2 separate regions of the Mus musculus genome follow, and region 2 is linked to region 1. A link is a contact called in public HiChIP or PLAC-seq data. All regions are on one chromosome and are shown on one strand. Each heading gives the region's core, a stretch centred on a gene start, on an enhancer-like site or on the middle of the called end of the contact. The rest is flanking DNA. Distances are from core to core; before and after follow the strand shown.

Region 1 (5,704 bases), core at 1,299-3,798:
TCCTCCTGTCTGACTCCTGCAAAATCACAGGAAAGCCTGGGACATCCTGGGAGGTTTCCTGCTTGTGACTCGCTCTGTCTGTTTCTTCCAGAGAAGCCATCCTGGCCCCTACACAGGCAGCTTCCCAACTCGACTGTCTATAGCCAGCGGTCATGTGAGTTGTCTTCCTAATCCCCACTCCACAGAGAAAGCACAGAGGAAAGAGGCCAAAAGAACAGCCATGGGAAACCCCTAGGTGCTGGGTGAGGGAGAGGGGTACAGAGTTGGGGAGAAAGTTCGGTGGATAACTTGCTATACAAGGGTGACATAATACCCAGGGCCACAGGGAAAACCAAGCAGAGTATGGAAGCTCGTATCTGTAGCCCTCACATTCAGAGGCAGAGGCAGAGCCAGCAGAGCTCAAACCAGCAAGCTTCCAGGTCAGGGAGGAATCCTGTCTCAAGGGACTAAACTAGACTCCGAGAAAGACACAGAGACAGACAGAGCTGGAGGCAAAGGAGGGGGAAGCAGACTCTAGTTAGAGATTAGGAGAGAAAGGACTGGTCCAACAGGGGCAGGGTTACTCAGGAAAAGGACAGACAGACAGGGCTAAGGGTCCAGGGTGAGATGCCCCTCCAAAGCCTCGGTGTGCTCTTGCCCGTCACAGCCCATAGACCCCTGTGCAGCTCGGACTGCATCCGGATCTTTGTGACCTTCTCCAGCATGTTTCTTATCTTCGTCCTGGGTGCAATCTTGTTCTTCCATCAAAGAAGAAACCACGGGCCAAGTAAGACACAGGCCTTCCCTCCTGTCTCTCAGCTGTGCTACCCACACCTAAAGCCCCCACACCTACTCCACCCACCTACTCTGGCTCCTCAAGTGTCCTTCCCCCAGACTCCCCAAGCCCCCCAGCTCTCAGCCCTCCACTTGGGCTTTTCTCCTCTTTTCTCCCCTTCACCTTTCTTCTCTCCACTGCTGACCGATTGTGTTTGCACAGATGAAGACCGGCAGGCAGTGCCTGAAGAGCCTTGTCCTTACAGCTGCCCCAGGGAAGAGGAGGGCAGTGCTATCCCTATCCAGGAGGACTACCGGAAACCCGAGCCTGCTTTCTACCCTTGACCGGGTGCTGGTGGGGCCCTTTCTGACGAGGGGCCATCCACAGAGACCTCAATGGTGGCCTGCTCCCCTGTCATGGTCATCAGAACCCTTTCCTGTGAATACTCAACAAACTGCCCTTCTGAGACCAACAGGGACAAGAGCAGGATCCCAGTGTGTGGCCCAGCAAGCTGGGGAGACTCAGGCTCTAGCTATAAAGCACACTTACTCTAAGTGAAACCGTCCAGCTGACAAAACTACATGCCAGGGGTGGAAATGGCTCACCAAGGGCTCCAGAGGGGGCTTGGCAGTGAGGAGCACGAAGTGTTCCTCCAGAGGACCAGAGTTTGATTCCCAGCACTGTCAAATGGATCGAAACCAGCTGTAACTCTACTTTCAGAGGGTCTGACACCTTTGACCTCCTCTGGCATCTACAAACACAGGACGGACACACACACACACACACACACACACACACACACACACACGATTAAAAATAATAATTTTTTTTAAAAAAATGGAATGAGCCACCGGCAGGTGCCCTGGTACCAGAAGGACTGACTGCCGTGAGAGACACTATCTACAGACACACAGACTTCCTGGCCTTGGTTCTGTCTTCTCTGTAAGTTGTGACAGTGCTGTGGGAAAGCTGAGGCTGAGACTTTCTCTCAGTTGAGCTAAAACTATAAATAAATTCATTTGTCTACTTCTATACACATTGTCCCTTCTCTCTGTGCAGGCAAACACTGGAACCCGGAGCCAAGCCTTACGGCCCAGGGACTCTAGTAACAAGCCAGCTATGGACACTCTCCATGTGCTATTCCCCTTCCTACAGAATGAGGGTAGGGGAACAAGAGGAGGAGGAGGAAGAAGAAAAAAAAGAAGGGACAGTGAACTAGGAAGAAGGATAGTGTAAATGCTAACTTCAAATACGCACACCTACAACTGAAACAAACAAACAAACAATCCCTCAGTGTGGCCCTGAGCTTGTAATTCAAGGGGTTAAGTGGTGTGACAAGGGCGGGGCTTGGAGTAGAGACAGCAGGAGATCACTGCTGTGCTTGTTGGCTACCAAACAATTCCAGGTTCAGAAAGAGACCCTGTCTCTGAAGAATAAGGTGGGGTAATAGAGCAAGACACCCAGTGCCCTCACCGAGCCTCCACACACAGGCAGGGCTGGGCATACTCACCCACACAAGTGTATACACCGCATATACACAAATACAAGTTAAAAGTGAGACTTCACATAGCTGTCCAGCCTCCTAAAATTCCAATCCTAGAACTAGGCCACACCCCATCTCGTCTGTTCGATCACAGATCTGAACAGGGAGTTGTCACCAGGGCAGACCCAAAGGATTTAACATGGACTGAAAGGAAGAAGGGTCCAGAGTACCGGGGAATCTATCTTCTGGCTCCACCCCCTCTCCAGCCCTCTCATAGTTGGGGCTGATGGGAAAGCTGATGTGGTGATACCAGGTTTTGAAATCACCTGGGGATTTCTTGGGTGCGGGGTGGACCTTAGGGAGAACAGAAAGCAGAGCTGGCTGCAGCCATTACTGGCCTCGGGCGGGCGGCCACAGAGGCAGTTGAAGTGAAAGTGAAAGAGAAACGATAAGAGAACGGAGACCACAGGTGCTAAGTGAGGGTGCTCACAGAACCCCCTCTTCAGCCAGAGATCACTAGCAGGGGAACTGTGGAGAAGGCAGCCAGCAAGGAAGAGCCTGAGAGTAGCCTCCATGGGCTTGGAGCCCAGCTGGTATCTGCTGCTCTGTTTGGCTGTCTCTGGGGCAGCAGGGACTGGTGAGTGCGGAGACCAGGCTGGGGCCTGGGGGACTGGGGGGGAGGAAGCGCCAAGCTAAAGGAGCCCCAGGAAGCCACCTTCTCAGAACAGCACCAGCTTGTCTGCTAAGCCCAGCAAATGAGTGCGGCACTCACAACATGCGGAACCAGTTTGGAGAGGGGTACGGCAGAGAACTCACAGAAAAGGGGGGCTTCCTCGATGGGAAGGCAGGGTGTTAGCATTCTGTGGGACAGCTCACTGCCCTGAGTTGAATCCTTAGAAGAGGAAGGGGCTCCCCAGGCTAAGAAATCATTGGGTTGGTGACTCCTGGTGGGCGTGGCTATGGCAGAAAGCAGAGGCCTCTGGGAAAGTTGGGTGATGAGAAAAAGGTTGTCAATGTCCCTAGGAACAGCAGTGTCTTGGCTCCTCTCCCCTGTGGCAGTATTTCTTATTCCTTTTTTTTTTTTTTTTTTTTAACCTGAGAATTCCTTTCCAGAAATTCCCTTGCATCCCACAGCTGAGACTCAGAAATACAAAGCATAAACCCCTCTGGCTTTGATCAGGACAGATCTAGGACTTGAAATAACTCACAGAGCCGCTGCCTGAGTAGCAGGTGCCTCAGCAGAAGCTGGGTTTATAGATGACACCAGGACAGCGGGGCTCAGAAGGCACCTTTACCTGCTGCTCAGCCCGGGGCTTGGTGAAGGGGTGGGAAGAGTGTGGAGGACGAGGGTGCTTGTTCCACTTTCCCTGCAGACCCTCCCACAGCGCCCACCACAGCAGAAAGACAGCGGCAGCCCACGGACATCATCTTAGACTGCTTCTTGGTGACAGAAGACAGGCACCGCGGGGCTTTTGCCAGCAGTGGGGACAGGGAGAGGGCCTTGCTTGTGCTGAAGCAGGTACCAGTGCTGGATGATGGCTCCCTGGAAGGCATCACAGATTTCCAGGGGAGCACTGAGACCAAACAGGATTCACCTGTTATCTTTGAGGCCTCAGGTAAAATCTCCCCATCCTAGGCTTCCTCCACAGGAACAGCCCCGTTCCCAGTTCTATCTACCCACGCCTGCCCCCCCCCCCCCCCGGTCTGGCGTTGTCCATCCAACATTACTTCTGTATGCTGCCCTTCTCCCCAGTGGACTTGGTACAGATTCCCCAGGCAGAGGCGTTGCTCCATGCTGACTGCAGCGGGAAGGCAGTGACCTGCGAGATCTCCAAGTATTTCCTCCAGGCCAGACAAGAGGCCACTTTTGAGAAAGCACATTGGTTCATCAGCAACATGCAGGTTTCTAGAGGTGGCCCCAGTGTCTCCATGGTGATGAAGACTCTAAGAGATGCTGAAGTTGGAGCTGTCCGGCACCCTACACTGAACCTACCTCTGAGTGCCCAGGGCACAGTGAAGACTCAAGGTGAGAAAACAAAATGCAGTGGCACAGGAACATTTTGTATTATTGTGTGTGTGTGTGTGTGTGCGCGTCCATGCGCACATACGTGTGCACATGCCACAGCACATAGGTAGAGATCAGAGGACAGCTTATAGAACCTACCATGTGGTTTCCAGGGATTGAACTAGTTCACTATGCTTGGCAGCAAGCACTTTATGCACTATGCCATCTCAATAGCCCCAAGATAGTTTTTTGGTTTTTTGGTTTTGGTTTTTTTTTTTTTTTGGGGGGGGGGTTGTTGTTTTTTTAATTTGTTTTTTGTTTGTTTGGTTGGTTTGTTGGTTGGTATTTTGTTTTCTTTTGTGGTTAGAGATGGGATAGAAGGAAGAAAACAAATATCCCACAGGTCCTCCTGAGGTACCCATAGAGCTTCATCTTTTCTTTCTAAAATATCCTGAGTCAAGAAGAGGGGATGCTAGGAGATCCTTATTCGAGCAAGCATCAAAACATAATAATCATCAGGTATTTTCTCCAAAGTGGGGAAGCAACACATGAGGACACTGTAGCTACACATGTCACTACACTCTTATTTAGCCAAACTCATGTTTCCTCCCAGGGAGAGGGAGTCTGGTCTGGTGCTTCATGGCAATTACAGCAGAGCACAGGGAGAAAGAAGTGCTCAGTAGCTCTTACTAGTGAGCCCATTCCTCATTCTCTCCCACTTAGTACCTCCTACCAGGTTCAAAACCAAGAGGAAACATATTGACAGGCACCTGGAGAGTCCAGTTCATTATTTTGCCTCCAAAAAGGAGAAAATCAAGTCCACAGAAGATGACGATGAGGGGGCCCCTCTCCTATCCCTGCAAACCCCTAAAACATTAGCCTTTAGTATTATGTTGTCCCATACTGAGGATAGAACCTAGAGCCTTGTGCTAAACACGAGCTCTACTACTAAACTACAGCTTCAATTCCTTTTTCAGTTTTATTGTGAAACAGGGGTCTCACCCAGATGCCCTGGCAGGCCTGGAAACTTGTGATTCTGTCATGCCTCCTTAGTAGCTGATGGTACAGGCATATACTACCACACCCTCCGGCTCTACAGTCCTTTCTGAATGTGCCTTGCCACATCAGAAAAGATGTTCAGCATCTCCTATCCTTGGCCATGGGTAGTTTAGTGCTTCTCCCTTTTTGAACTTATTCAGATCTACAAATAAATGAAACAACATACCCCCACCCAGCCGTGACTTATTTCTGACCTATTTCGTCAGCTGTCATAGTTCCTCTCTACCCGACTAACATAGATATCCTCCCCTGGACTGACTAGGCTGTAGGGACCACAACACTTCACCCCCAAATGCTCCCATGTGCAGTTAGGGCTGATAGCTGAAAGTCAAGGCCACTCTGCTTCACAATAACCAAGGATCCCAAAAGCCTATCAAGGCTGGGGAGTGCTCTACTCACAGTA
Region 2 (5,704 bases), core at 2,045-4,544, 190 kb before region 1:
CTTACCAGGGGCATATCTGTAAACAGACTCTCCTCTCTCAGAAGCTACCAGTTGCCAAGATCAGGCACTCCAGGATCTTCACCCCTCCGAAGTCTCAGATAAATCAAGAGAGGACTCAAGCCCCAGCAGAGGCAAACTGGCTGCCCTGGAAGACCTGCTGCAGCCTCTGGCTTCTTCAGCTCAGCTTCACCATGGCGATGACCAGAGGAATGAGGATCCCCCACCTTCATAACTACTTCTAATATTGCAGAAAGGAGGGCTGGCGAGAGAGCTCAGCAGATAAGAGGATCCATTGCTCTTCCAGACGACCTGGGTTTGATAACCACCACATGCATGCATGACAACTCACTACTGTAACTACATTTCCAGAGGGTCCAATGCCCTCCTCTAGCCTCTGTGGGCACATGACATGCATGTGGTGCACAGGCAAAGCACCCATATGCATGAAATAAAATAAATACATCTTTAAAAATTCTAACTGCAGAAAAATAAATTTAAAGAAATGATGATGATGGTGATGATGGTGGTGATGGTGATGATGGTGATGGTGGTGATGATGGTGATGATGGTGATGGTGGTGATGGTGGTGATGATGGTGATGATGGTGATGATGGAAGGGCAGCTGTGCCACCACTGATTGTAGCAACAACATTGAGATGCACTCGTGTCAAATGGGCTGCTTAATCTGTGTTAAGCATGACCCCCAAGAGATTCAGGCCCACTCTGCTGACAGATAATCGGGGCACCTTATCAAAAGCATCTAACCCTACACTGCAGGTGTGGTGCTTGACGCCTGCAGAAGGGGATATTGGTAGCCAGAGACCAGGGTGATGGAGACGGCCAACAAGGAGAAAGAGAAGCACTCCAGAAGTCTCTTCAGGCACCCAGGGACAGCAGGCAGGGACAGAGGGGGAAAGTTTCTGACTGGAAAAATCAATCGTTCCTCCTTCCAGGGTCAAATTTAACTGTGTTTCTCATACACCCTAAAGGGGAAAACACTTAGAGTACATTTCTAGACCACTACCACACCCCAGACCCCTTACATCCCACCCTGAAATATTTGAGGTCTCAATGCTAAAGGCAGGGGTCTAAGGAAAAAGCCTCTAGTCTCAGTCTTTCTCAACCTTTCCTTCTCTTTTCTTCTTTTTCCTCCTTCCCCCTCCTCCTCTTCTACCCTTCCTCCTCCACCCCTCCTCATCTTGTCCTCCTCCTCCACCCCTCCTCATCTCCTCCTCCTCCTCCACCCCTCCTCATCTCCTCCTCCTCCTCCTCCACCCCTCCTCATCTCCTCCTCCTCCACCCCTCATCTCCTCCTCCACCCCTTCTCATCTCCTCCTCCTCCTCCACCCCTCCTCATCTCCTCCTCCTCCTCCACCCCTCCTCATCTCCTCCTCCTCCTCCTCCACCCCTCCTCATCTCCTCCTCCTCCTCCACCCCTCCTCATCTCCTCCTCCTCCACCCCTCCTCATCTCCTCCTCCACCCCTCCTCATCTCCTCCTCCACCCCTCCTCATCTCCTCCTCCTCCACCCCTCCTCATCTCCTCCTCCTCCACCCCTCTTCATCTCCTCCTCCTCCACCCCTCCTCATCTCCTCCTCCTCCACCCCTCCTCATCTCCTCCTCCTCCTCCACCCCTCCTCATCTCCTCCTCCTCCACCCCTCCTCATCTCCTCCTCCTCCACCCCTCCTCATCTCCTCCTCCTCCTCCACCCCTCCTCATCTCCTCCTCCTCCACCCCTCCTCATCTCCTCCTCCTCCACCCCTCCTCATCTCCTCCTCCTCCTCCACCCCTCCTCATCTCCTCCTCCTCCTCCTCCCCTTCCCCTCCCCCCTTCCCCCCCTCCAAACAAAGTCTCATGTATCCTGGGTGGACTTTCAGCTCAGCACATAGCTGAGAAGAGTCCTGAACTCCTGATGTTGTGGGGTATCCACCAGAGAAGACTGCCTGGGCATGGGTTTAAGCCAATAGAATCTTCATTAGCTGGCACATGGCTACACAGGCATTCAGGATCCCATAGTGTAGCCCCAAGTCTCTGTCGGGGTGAGCTTTTAAGCACACACACACACACACACACACACACACACACACACACACACACACTTGTCCTGGGTTGACACACTTCAGTTAGCAAGAACAGTTAGCCAGAAGCAGAACTACAGCCACCCAAAAGCCGGGTGAGCACATTTAGAGACGTTCCCATGACTATGGACTTTGATGGATTAGGTCTTTGTTTACGGTTTTGGCAGGTGATGCTGTCTACGTGCTGAGTGAATGGCTCTTCCAATATGGAGTCAGTTATGCTACAGTCTGGAGCCTGTTACACTGGCCCTCCTGATTCTACCACCCAATTGCTTGGTTTACAGACAGACATCACACCCACTCAAAAGTTACTCTCTGAGCTCAGACTTCCTCAGCTACCATATGGGAACAATAATAGTACGTATGCCCCAGTGTCCTGTGAAAACTGTCTGAGATAATTAATTCCTGTAGAGCCACTGGGACAACAGCTAGTTTACAGGAGGTGCCCTGTAAAGTACATGTGTATACATGCACAGAGATCTATATGATTCATGTATTTTAATTATAACTTTCTATCTAAAAGTATACATATATAATAATATGGACATTACTATATATATACAATGTTAGGTGTTCTGTGCTAGACATTACTTCCAAGTTCCTCTTGAGTGGGAGGCCGATAGCTCCTGGGCATCTGGGAGTTACCTCTTCCCAGGGATGGTGACTCATTGGGAGGCCCTCCCAGAATCAACCAAATCTTCCAATTTACCATCCACACTGGCTGAGCTAGTCTCAAGCCCTGTTCTAAATCTGTAGCTAGAAGCCAAGGGAAAGGGCTAGGGGCATGGGAGCGCGGGGGTGGGGGTGGGGGGGTGGGGGTGGGGGTGGGGTGTCTGTTCTTTCTGACTTTAAGCAGAGGGAGAACACTCTTGGGGATCCAGAGGAACTGGCCAGGCTCCATGGCTCCCCAAGTGGAGAATAGTGGCAAATTTTCCTCCGTGATGTCCCTCCTGCTGCCCAGTCCTAGCACATCCCATGCCAGCCCCGGGGCCCTGAAGCCCTGGAACTTGGGCAGGGAAGCAATCCCTGGCCCTGTGGAGAGAGGGGTCACACGCCCGCGGGAAGCCCACCACTCCAGAGGGCTGGCCATATTGCCCCCAGGCAGCAAGGAAGGCCTGAGCTCCTGCAGAGCTGCAGGTCCATACCAGAGGGTGACTCGGGCGGGAGCCCGCGGGCAGGGCGCGGCCGAGCGGGCAGCAGGACCCAATGGACGCCGGAAGCCTCGGAGGCTGACTCATCCTCCTGCCTCCGACAGTCACCGCAGCTTCCACGGCCACACAGAGCGCCCCAAAGGGGATGCGCCCCCTGGAGGCCACATCAGAAAGCGCAACCTGGGACCCTGGTTCCAAGTTAGATCTCTATTTAGATAAATTTGAGGTTCAAAGGAAGGAGGCAAGCACAAACACTTCCTTATCAGTTGGTTTTCATCTCTTTCGAGCCCTCTGTGGAGGCGTGACACCAAATATGAGCATGTGAGCACCTAGTAGGCTCACAATTCGGGCGCAAGTGGATTGCTGGCCTGGTCCCAACCTAATGCAGCCTAATTGTCACCCCTCAGACTCATTTCTCCTTTTGGTCTTAAGACAGCAGAGAATTCATTGACAAACCAGTGACACCCCCCCCCCCCAGCTGATGAAAATGGACAACGTTTACCCAATACCATTGTGCAGAGAGTTTGCATACGTTATTTAATGCCCTTAATCTCTAAAGGAAGTAGATATTATTACCCTGCCTGTTTTCAGGAACTAAATGAAGATTTAAGCGATGGCACTACCGCTATTTGTAGTTTGTTTCTTGGTTTATGGTGGATTTTTTTATGTTATTGTTGTTGTTATTTTTGAGACAGGGTTTCTCTGTGTGACAGCCCTGCTGAAATGGAACTTGCTTTGTAGACCAGGCTGGCCTTGAACTCACAGAGATCACAGTGCTGGGTAAAGGAGTGAGTCACCATGCCCAGTACACACTCAGTTGTGTAAGCAACACTTTCATTTAATTCCACAATAATGTGGAGTGTAGGGATCATTTCCCACGGACAGGTCAGCTAACAGGAAATGAAGGTTCGTTTCTCAAGGTCTTACAGCTCCAATTCTCAGATATAAATCCCTCATTTCTTTCCAACTCCGTGGTCCCCTCCATTCCATCCCACCTCGGCCCTCCCTTGAGGAATAAAAGTGACTCACTCAACCCCACCTGTAGGCTCCAGCAGCTATGAGTCACTAACCCACCCTTTGGGTAGCAGTGACATCCATAACAAACCTAAGCACCTCCCACTTCCCTAGCCCCACCCCCTCCACCCACCCCACTGGCCCCTAGGAAGCGAGAGGCTGGTGAGTGGTTTCTGGTTTCCCACACACTGTCTTTTCAGTGCCCAGGAGGGTGACTGTCTTGAGATTCAATGACCGGTTTGAGCTCCTGTACACGCAAGGAGCCCAGATGTCCTAAACAACCGTCGTAGGCATAGCGGGGAAACCTATGATCGCACCACCACAGAGTAGCCTGAGGCAGGATTGCAGATGCTAAAGCAGCATAAACTACACAGCAAAGAGCCTGGATTACTGAGCTTGCCTGCAGGAGAAAAGAGCTTCAAACCTGATGCGACCGCCCCATGCCGCATCTCTGGGGCGAGAGAGGACTTCAGGAAGGGGTCTGTTAGCGTTCTGTCTAAGCTCCGCCCCACAGTTACCTGTCAATAGCCAGGTAGGCCTGACCCACTGCTTGCCCCTTTCTCCCTCCTTGTTCCTCTCTTGCTACCTTGTTCTTCCCTTCCCCATCTCTCCATGTGCTCATGGCCAGCCTCTACTCTTCTATTCTCCCTCTCTCTGCCTTTCTCTGCCTCTACTACCCTCTTAACTCCCCTCCCCATACCCTGAATAAACTCTATTCTATACTATACCTTTGTGTGGCTGGTCCCTCGGGGAAGGGGATGCCTCAGCATGGGCCCGCGGAGGAACCTCCTTCCCCCCCCCATACCTCACCACGCCCCCATAGAATATATACCCCCTCTTTTTTGTTTTGTTTTGTTTTTCGAGACAGGGTTTCTCTGTATAGCCCTGGCTGCCCTGGAACTCACTCTGTAGACCAGGCTGGCCTCGAACTCAGAAATCCGCCTGCCTCTGCCTCCCGAGTGCTAGGATTAAAGGCGTGCGCCACCACGCCCGGCATACCCCTCTTTTTATGTTTTTATAAACACACCAGGGTTGGTGGGTGCCTTGCCTGCATTACTCCAAGAATGTCAAAATCTTAAAGAATGAAAATAAGAAAAATCAAATGGAGGATGTCTGGATCCTTGAGAAGCCGACCTGGGAAGATTTTTAGTGCCATGGAAAAAGCAGAATGGCTTAGTTTACAAGGAAAAGGGGAGCCGGTCATGTGAGTGAAACCTGCAGGAGGCTGCCTTCAGAACAAGCTGGAAAAAGCCAGCTCTGGATCAACACCATCAAATTTCAATGGCTGTGAGTCACAGAGCTCAGACCTCAGAGGCAGTGGGGAGCACTTCCCCCTTGGCAGGCAAATCCCAGATGCCTGCCTTCTCCTGAAGGCCACAGAGGGAGATTGTCCCCCAGAAGAGGAGCCTTGAGGTTGATCTCCTAGCTCAGTGGGGGTACACTGGGGGTTCCGTCACAGC

The links. HiChIP or PLAC-seq counts read pairs in DNA pulled down with a chosen protein or histone mark.
Region 2: an HNF4G HiChIP or PLAC-seq map of pancreatic cancer cells shows a contact between it and region 1. The contact joins the enhancer-like site here to the promoter of Tapbpl in region 1. A contact is called at or near these places in 2 of 39 promoter capture datasets (embryonic stem cells and neutrophils), 3 of 115 datasets of contacts at active chromatin or transcription factors (embryonic stem cells, memory CD8 T cells and pancreatic cancer cells) and 2 of 9 other capture datasets (adipose tissue and liver).

Annotation. Positions count from the first base shown.
Region 1 is chr6:125,228,704-125,234,407 of GRCm38.p6, reverse strand. It overlaps Tapbpl (TAP binding protein-like), which reads left to right and starts at 2,548. Exons shown (of 7, transcript NM_145391.2): 1 at 2,548-2,874; 2 at 3,611-3,853; 3 at 3,991-4,263. The coding sequence starts at 2,811. Cd27 (CD27 antigen) reads left to right here. Exons shown (of 6, transcript NM_001033126.2): 4 at 92-154; 5 at 647-766; 6 at 977-1,786. The coding sequence ends at 1,098. E130112N10Rik (RIKEN cDNA E130112N10 gene) reads right to left here and starts at 3,139. Exons shown (of 2, transcript NR_015604.3): 1 at 3,054-3,139.
Region 2 is chr6:125,424,186-125,429,889 of GRCm38.p6, reverse strand. No RefSeq gene overlaps it. Among named protein-coding and RNA genes, the nearest start is that of Gm32673, 3.9 kb to the left of the region's middle. Within about 2 kb of position 3,294, at least 357 of the 459 cell types and tissues checked have an H3K27ac peak or open chromatin away from gene starts, as enhancers often do. A contact at or near this core is called in adipose tissue, embryonic stem cells, liver and 3 more, where this site is marked.